Regions from separate parts of the Columba livia genome. Here region 2 is linked to region 1. The links are chromatin contacts, called in public Hi-C maps. All regions are on one chromosome and are shown on one strand. The core of a region is the stretch at or near the end of the contact, and the rest is flanking DNA. Distances in the headings are between cores, read along the strand shown. Region 1 overlaps ST3GAL6 (ST3 beta-galactoside alpha-2,3-sialyltransferase 6). Region 2 holds the start of CPOX (coproporphyrinogen oxidase).

Evidence for each region. A called contact is a pair of places that touch in the nucleus more often than the background predicts.
Region 2: a contact with region 1 is called in a Hi-C map of crop, with 2.1 times the contacts expected there. The contact joins the promoter of CPOX here to the enhancer-like site in region 1. A contact is called at or near these places in 2 of 2 Hi-C or Micro-C datasets (crop and liver).

Annotation. Positions count from the first base shown.
Region 1 is chr1:73,218,446-73,222,158 of bColLiv1.pat.W.v2, reverse strand. It overlaps ST3GAL6 (ST3 beta-galactoside alpha-2,3-sialyltransferase 6), which reads left to right. Exons shown (of 12, transcript XM_065062518.1): 9 at 2,162-2,348. Among named protein-coding and RNA genes, the nearest start is that of ST3GAL6, 34 kb to the left of the region's middle. Within about 2 kb of position 2,173, at least 1 of the 3 cell types and tissues checked has an H3K27ac peak away from gene starts, as active enhancers do.
Region 2 is chr1:73,297,589-73,301,224 of bColLiv1.pat.W.v2, reverse strand. It overlaps CPOX (coproporphyrinogen oxidase), which reads right to left and starts at 2,124. Exons shown (of 7, transcript XM_065062616.1): 1 at 1,649-2,124; 2 at 1,419-1,562; 3 at 349-459. The coding sequence starts at 2,090.

The DNA of each region.
Region 1 (3,713 bases), core at 924-3,423:
CGAGTCGAACCACAACCTGAATCTAGCACTAAGCCATGTCCCTAAGCACCTCATCTACACTGTGTTCAGTTTTGGGCCCCACATCATAAGAAGGACGTTGAGGTGCTGGAGAGAGTTCAGAGGAGGGTGACGAAGCTGGTGAGGGGTCTGGAGCACAAGTCTGATGAGGAGCAGCTGAGGGAACTGGGGCTGTTCAGCCTGGAGAAAAGGAGGCTGAGGGGAGACCTGATCGCTGTCTGCAACTACCTGAGAGGAGGTTGTAGCATGGAGGGTGTTGGTCTCTTCTCCCAAGTAGCAAGTGATAGGACAAGAGGAAATGGCCTCAAGTGGTGCCAGGGAAGGTTCAGATTGGATATTAGGAAAAAATTAGGAACAAATTCTTCACAGGAGAGGTTGTCAGGCATTGGAACAGGCTGCCCAGCAAAGTGGTGGAGTCACCATCCCTGAACATGTTTAAAAGGCGTTTAGATGAGGTTCTTAGGGATATGATTTAGTGGCAGAGTTAGGTTAGGGTATGGTTGTACTCAGTGATCCTGAGGGTCTCTTCCAACAGAAGCGATTCTATGATTCAACGTGTCTTTTAAACACCTCCAGGGATGGTGACTCCACCACTTCCCTGGGCAGCCTCTTCCAAACTTAGTTACTCTGTCACAGTCTTCATTTAAAAAATTTAGGAAAAAATGGATCAGACTGATCTGGGAGAGGAAGGATCACTGGGTGGTCCACCTGCCTTGTGTACAGGTAACACGTGTGCAAGATGCTGCTGTTGGGGATGGGTCAAAGCCTGTGACATCTTGGAGCCCTGAGTGTGCCCCTTGCTGAACATTGTGTTGAACATTGAACAAAGTCTAATTTTTGTTACTTTGCTATCAGTCCTAATGCTCGTTTTAGTAATAGTTTTTCAGTCTTCAAGCACTACCATAAGAAGGTGTATGCAAAGCCTGGAGTTTGATATGCATTTGCAAAAATACTGATAAGGTGGAAATGAATACATGCAATTCTTCAGTTGTAGCTCCTCTTATAAGCTTAAAACTATAGAAAGTGAACCAGATAATATTCATGTTCTTAGGAAACTTTACTTGCCTGTCAACTTGTGCTTTACAAAAAAACCCACCTTGCACTTATTGTCATTGTAGGATAATGACTCAAGGAAGTTCCATGGTTTATTTTTAAGCTATTTCAAGTATTTGGGCTCCATGTAGATCTATTTACTCTTCTTAAAATGAATTTTTTATGTTGACTGGTGTCCCACATTTAAAAACAGCTCTAAATTAGAACTGTTTCAGAAATATAGTGCACAGTTGTTTACTGTGAATGAACAAAGAGTTGGTAGTTGCATTTGTATTTAATGATGACTTCTGACAAAACTTCGAAATATTTCTATCTCTGCCTACCTCGTTTTGCAAACACTTGACTTAGCAGTGTGCCTCCTATTCTGGTCAGTCGCATTGGCAGGAATGGAGCATACAGAGACTGCCTGAGTTCTCCAAAGAATATGCAACACGCTCACCAAGCAAAAACTGCAAGATGGAGACTTAAACACAGCCCTTCTAGCACCTTAGAGCAGAGAGACCTGACCCACCAGCTGTGGAAGTAATTTTTTTAAAAAGGAAACCAAACAAACAAAACCAAACAAACCCACAAAAAAACTCAACATCCAAAAATCCACAAATAAAAGCAAAGACGTATCAGTATCAGGTACACAGTCATAATGCCTGTTCCTATATGCTCTAGACAGTAAAGAATATTGTAACATTATTGAATTGGCTCCTGTGTGACTTGGATCATCTAGTAGCGTGAATGGAGCAATGGGTAATTCTCCAAGATGGTTATTCTCTTCGGTCTTCTCCAGTTTCTGTGTTTGAGCCAAATCAAAAAGCCTTCTGCTCAAGTGACTCATGATTAGCAATCGTGTGATTGTATTCTAAACCGCCTTGGCCAGTGTCCCATATGTGCTTGATCCCTCGGAGTTAGAGGGCGAGTGCACATGATAATTGCTCGTCTACCATGTAACGTGATAAGTAAATGCTGGGCCACTAAACGCTCCTGTTCCTGGATGCACTCTCTGTCCCACAGACAGGTTGGTGTGTGTGCCAGCCGCCGCACAGGAAGGACATGGGTGGAGTGGTCATGGCTGTCTCTGTGTCTCTGTCCTCTGTAGAATGAATAATGGCCCTGTTATAGGGTACGAAGATGATGTTGGAAGGAGGACGACTTTCCGCCTTTCTTACCCGGAATCCATCTTTTCGGATCCGATCCACTATGACCCTAATACGACTGTTGTTCTCATCGTCTTCAAACCACGTGACTTGAAGTGGCTTTGGGAGATACTAAGTGGTCAGAAAATAGTGAGTTTAATTATTCATGCACTTTGGCTCAGCTCCCCACACACCGCTTATGTGAAAATTCCTGGTTTGCTTTTAACCTTAGTCGTCCTAGCTGGGGGGAGCACTGTATCTCCTAGTCAGTCTGCTCAATATCCCTTTCCTGTAAGTGCTTTTGTCCTCTTTCTCACACAATTGATCAGTTCCTTGCCCCAAAGCAGTTTTCCTCTTGGAAATGCCAGTTTATCCTCTTCCTAGTGCTGTTTCATATTCTGACATGCATGCTCCAGCCATTTCCCACATTATTTTATCCTGACCACTTGGTGGAATTGCAGAATAATGTTGGAAGGGGCCTCTCTCTGGAGGTCTTTAGTCCAATACCTTGTTGAAGGAAAGTATGACCAAGTTCAAAGCCATGCCAGGTTCTTAGGGCATCATCCAGGTAAGTTCTGAGTATTTCCAAGGATATTTCTACAAGCTCTGTTTCAGTGCTGCAGCACCCTCACACGAAAAATTTCTCCTTATCCTTTCACTGTGTACTTCTGAGAAGGGTGTCATCCTGTCACTTTTTGTAACCCCCTACCACATAGTTGTAGATGGGCTGAACAAATCCAGCCTCTTCAGACCCTTCTTGTTTGCTCTGTGCTGTGGCCACTCAGATATTTTAGTGGCTGCCTGCTGAACTTGCCCCAGTTCATCGCTCTCTCTTGCACAGGTGGTAGCCCAAAACAGCATTTGTGAGGTCGCAGAAAGGTACAAAGTACTTAAGAATGTCCCATCAAGGGGATGGTACCAGACTTTTCAGTGGTGCCCAACGATGATAGGATGAGGGGCAATGAGCACAGACTGAAGCACAGGAGGATCCATCTGAATATGAGGAGGATCCATCAGAATATGAGAAACTTCTTTACTTTGAGGGTGCCAGAGCACTGGAACAGGCTGCCCAGAGAGGTTGTGGAGTCTCCTTCTCTGTGCAGACATTCAGAACCTGCCTGGACACATTCCTGTGCGATCTGCTCTGGGTGAACCTGCTTTAGCAGGTGTGTTGGACTAAATGATCTCCAGAGGTCCCTTCCAAACCCAACCAGTCTGTGATTTTGTGACTTGACAGAGTAACTTCTGCCTGCCTGTTCTCTATGCTGTTATTATTGTGGCCAAGCACACAGTGTTTACTGCCTTCAGGGCCCACTGCTGGTCTGTGTTGTCCATCAGGAATATTTCTGCAAAGCTGCTTGCCAGCCAGCCAGCCCCAACCTCTGCTGCTGCAGTGGGTTATCCTCTTGCAGGAGCACAATTTGGCACATGTTCATTTGAACTTTGGGAGGTTTAACGCTTCTTCCTCAACCCTCCTGCTCTTGGATTTTACTCTGGTTAGAGTTGCTACAAACC
Region 2 (3,636 bases), core at 875-3,374, 79 kb before region 1:
TCCAAGCAGGGAAAACCATTTTTTCGCTATTTTGGACCGCTGACTCTGACAACATTCTCCCAACTTCTGAGGAGCTATGCTTTAACTTCAGTCTGAAACACCCAGTGTATGCTGCAAAACATCAACTGCAAACAGCGTTACTGTACCAGATGCACACATCACACTGACTTTACAAATGGACAATGGAAGGCCCAGAGGTTAAGACATCGAGTGCTACACAACAGACTCTTGGCACTGCTGGGAACAAGCCTGGGCTGGTTCTTAACCTCTTACTCTCACCACATATTCATGCTTCCTTCACGTGGAGTCACACATTTCATATGTACTTCATTGGATTAAAATTCTTACCGTCTGCTTCTTCAATTTCAAAGTATCTGTAGTTGAAGTGCATGGTTGGAACATGAGGGTTCTTTGGATGGATAACAGAGCTCACACCCATGGCACAAAAAGGCAGTTTCCCTAGATAAAGAGATGCATAGAAAACCTTCAGTTTTTCGAATAACTTCCTTAGGTTCCAAGCTATTGTTCTGCTACAAGAAAATTTCTCGTGTTGGGTCACCATAATTATTAACCAATTTGCAATCTGCTTCTCATCCACACACTTCTTTGCACCTAACTAAATGCTTTTTTTGGTATTTGTCATAAAATGCAACAACATAGAATCATAGAATAGTTTGGGTTGGAAGAGACCTTCAGAGCTCATCTAGTCCAACCCCCCTGCAATGAGCAGGGACATCTTCAGCTACATCAGGTTGCTCAGAGCCCCGTCCAGCCTGGCCTGGAATGTCTCCAGGCACGGGGCATCCACTGCCTTGCTGGGCAACCTGTGCCAGTGTTTCACTACCCTCATTGTCAAAAATTTATTTCTCATGTCTAGCCTGACATGAGCACCCACTAGATGATGATCGCTTAAAACACAAGGCACTGCTAAGGCTTCCCACCACCCCCAGTCCTCACAGTTATCCTTTGCTACACACATGTGGTTTGAATAGTCACAGAATCACAGAATGTTAGGGATTGGAAGGGACCTTGAAAGATTATCTAGTCCAATCTCATCTTTGGCCTTCAGGTCTTTCTGGTTTTCTCTGTCCACCCTTTTGGTATATAACTCCTGTGCTGTTTCACTGCTGAGTCAAACTGTCATTGAGAAATAACCTGTGGCTACAGTACATTGCTTAAAGCAGCAAGAGAGCAGGAGAACACCGATACCTAGATTTTTAGAGGTATGAGAGTCCACCTGCCAAGCTGCCTGGTTGTAAACCACCACGATACAAATGAAATCTTCCCTTGAGCGTTGATCAGGCTGCCATTCCTCACCTTCTGCTCAAAGGCCAGACTCTGATGTCAGTACACGCAGGGGAATACTCTCGGGTGAATGCATCCTGTCCCTCCACCCACCTCCCCGCCGGACCCCTTACCGTCTTTGGCCTTCAGAGACTTCCCCCGGCTTCTCATCTGCCGCGCTGCCTCCTCGGACAGGATCCCGAACACGACGGACACGTTCACACCCGCCTTCTCGAAGACCTCGCCGTCCTGCAGCACGCAGCTGATGCCGCCTCCGCCTGCCAACGCCAGGGTCACCCCGCGCCGGAGCTACCGCCCCCCGGGGTGCCCGAGCCCGGGGTGACCCCCGCGGCCCCCCCCGTACCTTCCTTCCTCTCCCAGGTGTCGACGGCGAAGGAGGCGCCCGGGTCCAGCGCGGCCAGGGCGCGGCACATCTCCCCCTGCGTCTCCATGATGAGCAGCTCCATGCGGCTCCGCAGCTCCCGCCGCCGCCGCCGCAGCTCCCGCAGCCCGCTCACCGGCGGCGCCATGAACCTTTGCCGCAGCTCTTCTTCCTCCTTCTCATCCTCGTCCTTCTCGGACGCCGCCATCGCGGCCTGCTGCCGCCGCCACAGTCCCAGCCCCAGCCCGCCCAGCGACCCCGCGGCCGCCAGCGCCGCCCGCCGCCAGCCCTGGCCCGCCTCCAGTCCCGGAGGTGCGGAGCCCAGCGCTCGCCGGCCCGCCGCGGCGGCCAGGGCCAGGGCCAGGGCGGGCGAGCCGCAGGCGGCGCGGGTGGCCCCGCGGAACAGCTGAGCGGCTGCCGCCATGACGGACACCAGCGCCGCACTGCCGGCGGGGCGGGCCGCGACCGGGCCGGGCGGAGCGGGGGCCGAGGCGGGGCCATGCCGTCCGCGCGGTGTATAAATATGTGTATGTAGATGTATATGTGTCTGTACAGGAGGGGCTGTCCCAGCTGGGTGCCCCGGGGCCGACTGCCGGTCCCCGGAGCTGGGGTGGCACCGGGCTGCCCGCCCCCTGTGGATGCTGCGGCCGGGAGAGGCAGCGGCGGGGGGAAGGCTCGGGCGTCGCAGCCCGGCCGGTGCGGCTTTGGGAGAGGGGGCTGCTGTCCTTGCGCCCGTAAAACATTTCTGCGCACTAGTGTCAAATAACCCGGTTTCGTCAATGCAGCTGCTTGAGACTGCGGAATCATGTGAATAAAAGGCTTGTACAGGGCCAGACATGGCTGAAGTAGGAGTAAGGGTGTATTTTCTTGAGCTGTCCTGTGAACCAAGTGGAATTGCTCACCTGTGTACGGCATTGCTGGTTTTATACTTGCAGTAATGATTTTTTTTAGAATCTGACCAGTTTGTGGTACTGCCAGTTTAGTGCAATGGAAGTGTTTCCCATGGATTTGAGAGGGCACATGCTTATGCCTTCTTTGCTCTTTCCAAAGTTAAAGCACTGTGTGTATTTGTTTGTTTGTTCCCTAGTAAAATAAGAATTCAGAGTAATAAGGAGAAGGGTTATGTAGAGCCAGATGTTGAAAGGTACTGCACAGCACCAACTTACAGTTCAGAGTTTGATTTTCTTGGTGCTGGTGTTGGCACCAGATCTGTTAAACTGATTATCTGTTTCCTCAACTGCCTCGACATCAGCTGTATCAACAGTGGGACAGTACAACAAACCAGCTAACACAATGACAAAAGGCTTTAGCAAACAAATAAAACAACAATTTTCCCCGAGCAAACGCATCACCCTGTAGTCATTGATGATGGTGCTGTGCTGAGCCGAGCTATGAGAATTTGCTTTTAAATCAAACAGCTGGTTTACGATTTTTTTTTTTATAAGCATGTTCGTATTTTCCAATAAGTAAAGACGTTTATTAAACTCCTCATTGGTTAAGGGCCTGTATGAGCATTAGGATGATAAAAATAACAGCTACCTCTGAAGCCCAGCTGTGCAAGGTTTGTACTTTGGTACGGGACTGTGCTTTGGAAACAGTGAGCTTCTAGCATTTTAGGACTGTTTTGCACCTACAGTACCCAAGAGGAGATCAGTTTCAAGGGTGGTTCCATGGAAGGCAAGATTTGTCCCAAATATGGATCAGGGCTTCATTGTCTGTCTCTGGTCATTGTAGGGTAATTTGGGGGAAGGGAGGTCTGTGTAAAGCAGTAACTTTCACTCAAAGGTTTAGTCCATTTCCTCATTTCTGTTCTAATACTGCTCTTTGGCAGCAGAGGATGCTGTGAAGCTGCCGAAACTCTGCAATTAAGAAGGGCAGGCAACCTGTGAGCTGGATTCTCTTCTGCCATCAGCTGGAGGACAGGATCCCTGATGAGCCAGGAGACCTGGGTCACTGGTGACAGTAGTGAG